Regions from separate parts of the Macaca mulatta genome. Here region 1 is linked to region 2. A link is a contact called in public Hi-C data. All regions are on one chromosome and are shown on one strand. The core of a region is the stretch at or near the end of the contact, and the rest is flanking DNA. Distances in the headings are between cores, read along the strand shown.

Region 1 (5,714 bases), core at 1,163-3,662, 750 kb before region 2:
TAATTCCTGCACCCACACCCTTCCTCTGCCGAGAGGGTGGAACAAAGGTCATACTCCCTCCTCCAGCCTCAGACAATGGGACTAGGACAGACAACGGATGCACAGAGAGCCACTCAGGCCTCTGAACTGAGAGCCACTTGAAGACGGGGTTGGGTGTTTCAACTCATGGTCACATGAGAAAGGCTGTTTTCAGCCTTGTGCCGGCTGATATGGGAACAGAAAGAGCCAGAACGGAGGGGACATGCAGAAAGAAGCACAAAGACCATGAAACTCCATGAGAAAATGGGAGGGGGAAGGTGGCTACCTCCTCAGGTCCCCTTCTGCGAGCCCCACGGGCTCTGTTTCCCTGAGATAGCTTGCGTTGCTAGCTTACAACACACCCTGTGTCAGCCCTGCAGAGCTGACTTACAGGTGTTCTCTTTTTCCCTTTATGAACAAAGAACCTTAAGACAGCTGTTTATTAGTAAAATGCGAACACTGAACATCACTTACATGCCCAGCTACAATGGACTAGTTAATAAACAACGGTGGAGCAGTAGCCTTCATAATGAAAAGCATGAAGAATAAATAGATAATGTGAATTTCTTTTGCGATAATCTGAAGTAAAAAGTGTAGAACATATGACTATGTAGAACTCTGGCATTGGAAAAAACCACGTGGTGGAGGGAAATAATGAGCCTGGTGTTTGCCGGGCACCTGCCGTGAGTCAGTGCTTGGCTCTGAAGCAGCTTTCAAGCCACCTGTGGGGTAGGCACTGGTAGATGCATTTTTAGAGGAGACTTGAAAAGGCTAAATGACTTCCTCAGGATGGGGCAGCTGTTGAAGCTGGAGTACGGATGTTATCAGAGGGAGGCAGAGCTTGGAGTCTTACTAATCTTGCAAACAAATGCTTTTGCAGGGACACCTGCCCTGGGGTCCAGACGAGCACTCGGGAGACCCTGCCAGCGCTATTTCAGACCTCATCGCCATCACCCTCAGCACACCACCGCGTCCACCGAATCCAAGCTCTCCCACGGCTGGCTGCTCTTACCACCTTCTCCGGTTGGCTTTTGCTCTGAAATCTTCCAAACCTGAGCAAGCACCTCAATGTCAGTTTTCATTAAGCAATTTCAGATAAAGGCAGTTTTCCTTAGACTTTTCTGAACTCAGAACAGCTGACCCAAGAGGAAATGACTCACTGAGAGTTTTCAGGCTGCTCTGCTCCTGACCCTTTCTTTTCCAGATCTTCAGCTCCACCCCCATCTAGCCCTTCTTCTGAAGAGGTCACTACCTTCTTTCTGCCACAGCGTCCCCCAGGCCAAGGTAGGGACTGAAGCCGGTCGGTTACCTGGCAAGCTCCTGGCCGGTGAAGGAGCCCTGCCCGGACTCAGCCAGTCCTCCGGTCTCCACGGTGATCCCCGGCTGCAGCGCTGACGATGTCTCCTCGCCTGGCGAGTGGGCTCTAGGAAATCAGATATGCAGCAAGTGGGACTGATTTCAAGCCCATCCGCCTCCTGGACACAGCCAGGAGTGAGACGGTCAGATGTTCTGCTTAACAGAGAAAGCCGCCCTCAGAGATCCTCATCCCAGGGGCTCCCCACTTCCCTTTGCCTCCTGCAGATGGATTCTGGCTTTTGGTATAAACGTGGCCTTTCCTTTACAGCAAAGAAGGCAGCTACTGTCCAGGGCTAGGTGAAGGGATGGGGAGGTGGCAGTACATGATGGCCTGGCCCTCATCAAAGCACTGGGTGGGGAGAGGTCCCGGGGCTTTGCCATTTCAAGCCAAAGCAGCTGCTTCCATAAAATGACTCCAGAACGAGGATTTTGGTTCCAACGCTTCTCGCCTACTGAATTTCATCTTCTGAGGCCAGATTGAATACCCGCTCCTTAGGGGTCTTCCTGAGCCTCCCTTCCTACTGCGTGTGCTGCAGCCACACTGCCTAGGCAGTTGTTTGTGGGCTTGTCTGGCAGCCTTCCTGGGAACCCACTGGTTAACACGAAGGCCCTGGAATATTGCGCAGAACTGGCCTAGCCCTCTACACGCAGTTCAAATAATTTGTACAGTGCTTTCAAATGGGACTCCACTTCCCCTAGTCCCTTTTGCCAAACACTAGGCTCTCTCTCCTGCAAGGCAGAGGTAAGGTGTGGTGACCCCCTTGTGCAATCCATTGTGGAAAGTGTGATCCCGGAAAGGACAGGTGCCCGAAACTCCATACAAGCACCAGTCACACCAGCGGAGTCTGGTTGAATTGCCTGGAAAAAAACTAGGAATGTGTCTGGGAATATTTGCCTTTCTTTTAAACCCCCTTGGGCTGAAGTTTGATCAGCCTGATTAAAAGGCAGCCAGGCATTAGCCTCTAGGGATTTGCACTTCAGTCTATGAATCTTGAGGAGCCCAGGCAAGACAAATTAATTCTATCACGTGACCTGTTCCAACCTCATTAGCCTTCTTAACAAGGAGGCAAGAATTAACACCAGGGAAAAGCTTCAGTCTCTCCCTGGTGATTGATTAGAAGTCAGAGTCCTTGAATCCCGGTGGCCGGGCTGCTGCTTCTCCTACAGATTCCTCCCTGCCTTCTCCAGCAGCAGGGAGTTCACTCCTGTGCCCCGGTCTGTCTGGGCCGTCTCTTGACTGCCCCACCTGCCCACAGATTCTTCCCTCCCTCGGCCTCCCCACATTGAGGCTATGGTCTCTGCTGGAACCACAGGGAGTCGGGTAGCTTGATCTTCTACCTTCAATGACCAGAACCTGTGCGACTTGTGGGTTTGCAGGCCAGAACCCCCAGCTCACCCAGCCATTCCTCCTTGTGGTCAAGTCCCTTCCTTGTCATGGTCCTTCTCCCATGAACAAGTTCCTGGGGTCTTGCTTGACTGGGCAGGGAGACTGAGGCCACCCTGCTGTGACTGGAACCCACTCTGGGAAGCCCTTTGTTGCTTTGTGTGTTTTGGGTGGTTTTTGATGGTCACCAGCTACCATCAGCGAAAACCCAAAGCAGTCCTGTAACACGGGCTGCTGCCAGCCAGAGGACCCCGGCTTGTGCATGTGCAACTGATTTTTTTGGAATTAAGTACTGGACCTTCCCATTGATCCGAGTCTCTCGATGTGTTGGAAGCCTTGGTATGCAGAGAACACACTCACCTTTCCTTCCAACACCATTCTACTCACAAACACAATACACAAACTACATGCCATTGAGTGGCTCTTTACTGTATGCCAGCCACGTACATTTTATCATTGCATCCACACAACAACCCTGTGAGAGAGGAAATGGAAATTCAGAAATGTTAGGCAACTTCACTGAGGTCCCACAGCCAGGTGGTACAGCCGAGATTCCAATGTTATTCCATCCCATTTCAAAACCTGCTGTCATCCATGCCATGAAGCTGCCCTATATTTTCATATATGGCACAGATGAAAATGAAATTAAAAGGATGGCTGAGGACTGCGCCCCGTGGCGTGCCACTAGAGACATTGCTCTAATCCATACAGCTGCACCATAGGCATGGCTCTTTATTTTCAAACCATCTGATTGAATTCTCCCCTTATACGCATAAGAAACCCGCTCTCGTCTCATTTGCGTGCACGTGAAAGACCCTGTCAGAGGCCCTGCTGCAGTCCAGAAGCTACGATTCCCTTTCCCTCTTCATATTCTGTATACTATAAAGGTAGGATGCATGTTCCAATGCACCTAGGTTGGTTGCAGGAGGAGGTGGCAGAGGTCCTTGGATTCGAGCAGATGGCATGGGGGTGGTGGTGTGGCAGCAGACAGCTGGGCGGGGGCCCTGTCACAGCCTGTGTGCCTGGAAGATCTGGAGGCAATCCCAAGGATGGAGGTGTTCTGCTGCCACCAGCAGCTCCTCAGGGAGCTCTAGGCACCAAGCAGTCGGCCCAGCGTTTTAGCGTAGTCTGGTTCCTGCTAATTGCATGAGGGCACATCCTGAGACCAGATTTATTTGCATTTGCGGCAAAGGAATTGGATGACATCAGAGCTGGTGGGTGGGTGAGGAGGGCAAAACCCACCCAGGATTGCAAAGCAGACCTGCAACCAGCAGCAGTGAGAGCTGCTGCATGTGGACGGGATCTATGATGCCCACTCAGGGGGAGGAGGCAGAGTGGAAAGGTGTCAGGTCCTGGTTGGAGTCTCTGCTCCAGCACCTGCAGGCTGAGTGTTCTGCTGACTGGTCACTGACTCTCTCTGGGCTTAAGTTTCCTGATCTTCACAAAGCAAATAAAGCGAAAGTTGGCAATTTCATGTGGATTTCAGTGACCAGAAAGGCACAACTGTCCGTGAAGAACAGGGAGAGCCTTACATGATGCAAGCTCCAGGGGCCTGATGGGGGTGCCCATTTCTTCCCTATGCCTTGCCCCACTTCCTTTTTTTTTTTTTTTTTTTTTTTTGAGACATTGAGACGGAGTCTTACTCTGTCGCCCAGGCTGGAGTGCAGTGACCAGATCTCAGCTCATTGCAAGCTCCGCCTCCCGGGTTTATGCCATTCTCCTGCCTCAACCTCCCGAGTAGCTGGGACTACAGGTGCCCGCCACCTCACCTGGCTAGTTTTTTGTTTTTTTGTATTTTTTAGTAGAGATGGGGTTTCACCATGTTAGCCAGGATGGTCTCGATCTCCTGACCTCGTAATCCGCCCGTCTCGGCCTCCCAAAGTGCTGGGATTACAGGCTTGAGCCACTGCGCCCGGCCGCCCCACTTCCTTCTCAATGCCTGAAATTCTGTTAGATCAATGTCTTTCTTTTAGCTCCAGAGCTCTACCTATGTTAAATGCCTGGGGGTGTTTACATAGTAAACCTCATTAATTACTTCTCCCAGAAACTGATTTTACCAGGCAGATGGAGGGGAGGTGGGAAGAGAGGAGAGGAACTGATGTCTGAAATGACATTTGGAGTCCCCAAGGACACACAGGTACCAAAAAAAGGGAGATACTTTGGCAACTAATGCAAGAGTGGTAACTAGAGTCTCCCTGGGAAATGAGAGTCTTGGGGCCAGGCTCTGTCCTGCCTGTGGCTGGTGGAAGGGCCTGGGGCAGTGGCTTGACAGGACCTCAGTCTCTGTAAAATGAACAGACCAGGCCAGGACAACCCTGGAGCTTCCCTCCCACGTGTGGGTGGCTATTCTGAGATCCCACGTGGGGACGATACTTTCCAAGGAAGAGGCCCCCCTGACGTTGGTAGTTGTCAAGAACAAGAACAACTAGTAGAATGGAGAGAGCTGCTTTGAAAGACAACATAATTTTCACCTTGTAATGCTCAAGTTCTACGTTTATTTGCACAGAGGAATTAATGTTGGTAAGGTGAAGGTTTCTTGTCACTGGGCGAGGACAGGGGCTCCCACGAGAACTGGAACTGGAAATTAACTTTGCACTTGGTGAAGCATCTGATGTTTTCCAGCAAGATGGGTTTGGGGACGTGAGAGTAAACAGAGGTGGCCTTTCAGCACAAGGATGGGGAATATGACACTTGAGTTTCCCCCTTCTCAAGCCCTGAGGAACTTGAATGATTGTAACCCTCTGCTGCTGGCCACATGTGGTGGGGGACTGAAGCCAATGCAGTTTTAAGTCTTCGGTCCTGGAGAAGCGGGATGAAAATTGTTTTCTTCGGTGGTAATTGCTTTGGGCTCCGCTCAGGGAGTAACACGAGAAGACCACTCTTCTGTCAGACACAGACCCCTGCGCCCCAAAGCTCATTCAAAACGGCTACACCAGGAGATGCATCCAGGATTTAA
Region 2 (5,766 bases), core at 364-2,863:
GATGGGGGGAGGTGGCCTGAATGGATCACCAGTCCCAGGAACCTTGGCATGGAGGAAAAGCAATGCCACTCTTGTGGGAAAATTCAAACCCTGCTACCTCTGGAGTCAGACGGTGGGTAGCGGTGGGGACGGACACTTCCCCTCATCACACGCCTCCACCCCATTGCTCTAGGGGCAAGCTGAGCATTCAGCCCGGTGTCGGGCAGGACCTGAGGGACTGTGGGGAGCTGCTCTTCCTTCTGCGGTCAGGAATACGTGTCCCCGGGGATGCAGCAAGAAGCACATAATCTCAAAATGCAGCTATGCATACACATCACCGTGCAAACCATTTGCTTTCTAGTGCCTGCTCATGGTGAGTGCCTCTGTGCCTGAGCTCCCTCATCTAGAGGCCTAACCAAAATATTTAACAACTGGTGTAGACAGGCACTGACCGGTCAAAATGACCACCACTGAAGCAGAGCCTTGGAGGGCCACAGCTATGCCAGGCACTAACCCTTCATTTGCAGGAGCACAGAGAAGATCAGGAGGTCAGTGGGAAGCTCAGGGAAGGCTTTCAGTATTCTAACAAGCAGGGCAGCTGTGTCAGTGTGAATGAGCTGATATCAGCCCTGCTCTCACTCTCCTTTGTGGCTTCAGCCCTCCTCGCCCCCTTAGATTTGTGTTTTTCCTTTCTTTTGTAAATCCATATTTCTATTTACCAATCTTTCAGCCAGAGCCCTCAATATGGGGACAGGTCTGGCCTAACTGCAGTGGCCTTGAGAGGCAACCCTGGCCCACCCAGGGATCCCCAAACCTGGCTGTGCATCAGAATCACCCAGGCTGTGCCTAAAACCCATGGCCCAGGTCCTGTGTGCTTTGACAGAGCAGGCCAGGGGATGCCGAAGCACGACCAGGGTTGCAGCTTCCGCCCTCCTCCTAAACCGGATCAGCAGGAAGCCCTGGGGGCAGCGTGAGTTCAAACACCCGCAGGTTCTTGGAAGGAAGGCCATGCCGGCACTACTCACGATGGTCGTTTCTTCCTGATGTATGAGGCCAAACCAAGCAGCAACAGCACGGTGGCCGTGAGGATGACCGCCCCTGAGATGGCGGCGATGATGGTGTTCCTCTGCAGGAAATGCAGAAGCTGCCTGCAGGGCATAGTCCTAAAGTGAGCATCTAAATGAGAAGACACAGCGCAGAGTGAACAGAGATCCCCGCTGGGCCCCCCACCACCAGGACGAAACCTGCAAGGGACACCTGTTCATTCCATTCATAACAGAATAAAAACCTTGGCGTCTTAGCCACCGGTTCCAGAAGTCTTCTTGGGAAGGAACTGGCTGTTTGGGGAAATGCATTCATCTGCTATTTGGCGATAAGATGAGATGCTTTTGGGAGGTGGAGATGAGACACTGAGGGTATGGGCTGGCACGCAACAAAGCAACCAGAAATAAAGTTCCACAGACCAGTTTGTAAGAGGTAAAGAGAAGAACAGAGGAGAGCTCAGGTGGGTGACAGGAGGCGGGGGCACTAGAGGAGGTTGAGAAATCCTACTGCAAAGGCTTTGAAGAACAATGGAGACAAATATTCCGTTTGCAGCTTTTCATAGGCAGTGATAGAACCTCTTCTCTGCTGCCCCTCCTCTGCCCCCTGGCCTCAGGAAGGGGTACTGCATACACAGTCCACCTCGTGGGTGTAGGTTTGGGGGACCTCACGTCTGCACCAGCACGAGGCAAACACAACGCCACGGATGATCCTGAACTCCTGAGCCCCTCTGAGGACTTACAGAAAGTGTGAGAGTGGATGGGAATACCGCTGAGCACGGGCTGGGGAAAACACGGCAGTCTTAGCTAGATCTCAAAGCAAGGAGATCTCAGCCCACATCAGCATCCATTTATAATGTGACCAAAAAAGAAAACGACATCAGGGAAATCGGGCATGGAGGTAGGATCCCAGGTATCGGCTGGTTTCCTGTGGAGAGCTGTCCAGGGCAGCTGGTGATGTAGACACGGGGAGTGCTCAGCAAGGGTCTTCTTGGTGATGGGGAGAAAATAGGGCATGTCCAGCCTCCCACCTTCAGCTCTGCTATGCCAAGGGGCAGCGTGTCCAGCAGCTCAAAGGCTCTGCTGCAATAATTCGGCATTTAGTTTCTAAGCATTAGGAAGTGACAACCAGGTATAATTTTGACAGGGAGTGGCAGTGTGGAGGGGTGTACTGCGCTTGGTGCCAGCATGGGTAAGTTTCTGCCCACTCTAAACAGGTCTGGGCACAGGGATGAGCAGGGGTGAAGCCCTGGCTGTGCAGAAACAATATAAAAGTAGCATCTTTTTGGAAGAGTGGTGAAATTCCTGGAGTTCGGTTGTTTGTTTGTTTGTTGTTTTTTAGATGGAGTCTCGCTCTTATTGCCCAGGCTGGAGTGCACTGGTGCGATCTCAGCTTACTGCAGCCTCCACCTCCTGGGTTCAAGTGATTCTTGAACTGCCTCAGCCTCCCGAGTAGCTGGGATTACAGGCACCTGCCACCACGCCCAGCTAATTTTTTCTTTTGTATTTTTAGTAGAGACGGGGTTTTACCATGTTGGCCAGGGTAGTCTCGAACTCCTGGCCTCAGGTGATCCGCCTACCTTGACCTCCCAAAGTGCTGGGATTACAGGCGTGAGCCACCATGCCCAGCCTCTGGAGTTGGTTTAATTCATAAATTTTAACTGCAGATTGTATTCACGGCAGATTTATTTCACTTTTGTGGGTGAACTAAAGGTGTCAGTTAAAATACCATGAAAGGCAAAAGACACATTCAGAAGTTGTCTGTATTTAAGCATCATACTTGGTTTATACCATATAGGTTCCCACCTGGTTTAGCTGCCCCTTGAAGTGTTTCTTTATCTACAGTAGTTAACTGCTCTCTTAAATCCCTGTCGGACAGAGAGGATTCTTTAAACCTCTTCTCCTCTGAAAGGTGATCTACAAAAGATAAAATGTGTTCATCTACAAACAACCACGGCCTGTGATTACTTCAGCATTTATGATAAAAGTAGCTTCTTCTAGACTCAAAGTGAGGCGTTAGGGAGGATTTGGGGGAAAAGTCTAAATAAAGCCTACAGAACCTCAGCGTTTTGGTGTTTTTTTGTTTCTGTTTGCTTTTTAAAAAATCTAACAAATTCCTGGGCAACCCACCCACAGCTGAGGCAGCATTTCTTACACTTAAGTGTGCATCTGAATCACACTGGGAGGGCTTTTGAAAACACAGATTCCCAGGCCCCACCCCAGAGTTTCTGATTCCGTAGGTCTGGGGTAGGCCTGGGAATGTGCATGTCTCACAGATCCTGAAAGATGCTGCTTCTGTGGGTAGAGGACCACGCTTAGAGGACCCAAGTGAGAACCTCTCTAAGCCCCAACCTACTTCTCCACTTGCATAAAATAGAGATAGTAAGACCTACCTCACAGATTGTATAATGTTCATGAAAATAATTTTGAAACCACAAAGTACTATAAAAATTTTCTTGAGTTGCAAGGACAAGAGAGGAAAATTAACCACACTGAAATACTCAGGTATTGGTAGACGGATTGCAGAAGAGTTTAATAGAAAGAAGACAGTCGAAAATGAGACATATGGCCGGGCGCGGTGGCTCAAGCCTGTAATCCCAGTACTTTGGGAGGCTGAGGCGGGTGGATCACGAGGTCAGGAGATCGAGACCATCCTGGCTAACACAGTGAAACCCCATCTCTACTAAAAATACAAAAAAAATTAGCCGGGCGAGGTGGCGGGCACCTGTAGTCCCAGCTACTTGGGAGGCTGAGGCAGGAGAATGGCGTGAACCCGGGAGGTGGAGCTTGCAGTGAGCGGAGATCGCGCCACTGCACTCCAGCCTGGAGGACAGAGCAAGACACCGTTTCAAAAAAAAAAAAAGAAAAGAAAAAAGAAAAGAAAATGAGAAATATTTGCATCCTAGCTTTGCCCTTTGGTGCCTGACTCGTTGGCATATGGGACCTGTCAAAGGGCCTGAGTTTAGCTTGGAGAAAATTGGGAGGCCAGCATGGCCTGCCTGTCTTTGCCAGATGCAGGATGGCCTGGGAAGAGGCTGAGAGATGTTTGGAGAAGCTGTGGGGAACAAACTAGAACCAATGGGTAGGCGCTCCAGGGAAATCTGTTTGGACTGTTTAGCGGTTAGAAAGTGAGCTATCAAGAAGGGAATGGGAAAGGATGAGAAGTAATGAATCTCACACCCTAGAAGACTTCAAAGCAGGCTGGAGCCCCCAGCCCCAGATGGGAGACCTCCAAGGGCTGGAAGGGGGGCAGGGCAGCTTTGGATGAGCTTGGTAAATCTTCCTTGGCCTCGTTCACAGAGAGAGAGAGAATTGTCGCAGTAAGAGTTTGCGGCCAGCCTGGGGAACATAGCAAGACCTCATGTCTACTAAAAACTAAAAAAATAAAAAAATTAGCCAGGCATGGTGGCACACACCTGTAGTCCCAGCTACTAGAAAGGCTGAGATAGGCAGATGGCTTGAACTCGGGAGATCAAGGCTGCAGAGAGCTATAATCACACTACTACACTCCAGCCCAGATAACAGAGCGGGACCCTGTCTCAAAAGAATAATAAAATTAAACAAAATAATAAAATAAAATAACAGAAAATTATCACAATATGATTAAGACTACCATGTGGGCGTCTGATAACCGTCTCATGAAGTTCTAGTTATTCCTGAAAAAAAGAGAGAAATCTGTTCCTTCTTCAACTTGGCTTAGAAAAGAGAGAAAACTCCCACTTTAATAAGACTGATAATTAACTTGACTTTTGAAATGAAACATGTCAAATCGGAATCCAGAGACTAACAGCCGCAGACAGAAAGCCCTGGCGAGCATCGAGTTATCCACTAGGGGGCGCGCTCGGCTTGCTCTTCCACAGAGCTGTAGCAATGGTAGACCTGACACGGGAACACATTTTCACTCTTTCTCCACCGGAGGCAGAAGACGACAGAATTAAGAGCCACTGCCTATTCTTATCGTCAGTATGGACGAAGTTTTCATTTACCTAAGGTTCTGTGAAGAGTCTGAAGGCGTCTTTTGCGTTTGATGGGTTGCGTTTGATCAATTGTTGGATTATTTTTTTTGTGGGAAAAAACAAGCACAATTATCAAATTTTTAACCAACACAGTTTCATTTCCAGACTTCTTTTCAACTTTACAGCTATTAACTATGACAGGAGCAGCCACCCATTACAAGAGCAATTCTCCCGTCCTTCCATGCTGTAGGCTCAACCCAAGCTGCCAATCAAGCATGTGCTGGGCTTGGTGAAAACCTTCTTAAAGGAGTGCAGAACCAAGAAAGTTTGACTTTGTGCTCAAGGAAAAGTTGAAGTCTTACATCTTCATAATTCTCTGTGTTTTGGAGACTCTAACATTGACGTGAGCCTTTGGTTACAAGTTAACAGCATGCTATTGCTAGGACTGATGCTACATTCCATTCAGTGGACATAAGATCATCGACAGCTACAGCTGCTGTCCACAGACCTGGGCACACATTTTACAAGACACTTCACTTCTCAGAATGGTCATTTCTCCACTCCTCCTCCTATTGAGATGTTTTTGACCATTGATTTTTTTTTTTTTTTTTTTTTTTTGAGACGGAGTCTCACTCTGTCCCCCAGGCTGGAGTGCAGTGGCACCATCTCGGCTCACTGCAAGCTCCGCCTCCCAGGTTCAAGCGATTTTCCTACCTCAGCCTCCCGAGTAGCTGCGATTACAGGGATACACCACCACGCCCAGCTAATATTTGTATTTTTAGTAGAGATGA

What was found. Hi-C and Micro-C count contacts between places; a contact is called where the count stands out from the background.
Region 1: a Hi-C map of fetal cortex germinal zone shows a contact between it and region 2, with 2.5 times the contacts expected there. The contact joins two enhancer-like sites. A contact is called at or near these places in 4 of 14 Hi-C or Micro-C datasets (cortical neurons, fetal cortex germinal zone, fetal cortical plate and 1 more).

What each region holds. Positions count from the first base shown.
Region 1 is chr13:6,485,404-6,491,117 of T2T-MMU8v2.0, reverse strand. It overlaps CNGA3 (cyclic nucleotide gated channel subunit alpha 3), which reads right to left. Exons shown (of 8, transcript XM_001101944.5): 3 at 1,328-1,441. Among named protein-coding and RNA genes, the nearest start is that of INPP4A, 58 kb to the left of the region's middle. Within about 2 kb of position 2,412, at least 6 of the 40 cell types and tissues checked have an H3K27ac peak or open chromatin away from gene starts, as enhancers often do. A contact at or near this core is called in fetal cortex germinal zone, where this site is marked.
Region 2 is chr13:5,738,303-5,744,068 of T2T-MMU8v2.0, reverse strand. It overlaps C13H2orf92 (chromosome 13 C2orf92 homolog), which reads right to left. Exons shown (of 11, transcript XM_028832198.2): 9 at 2,826-2,936; 10 at 1,005-1,155. Among named protein-coding and RNA genes, the nearest start is that of ZAP70, 16 kb to the left of the region's middle. Within about 2 kb of position 1,613, at least 12 of the 40 cell types and tissues checked have an H3K27ac peak or open chromatin away from gene starts, as enhancers often do. A contact at or near this core is called in fetal cortex germinal zone, where this site is marked.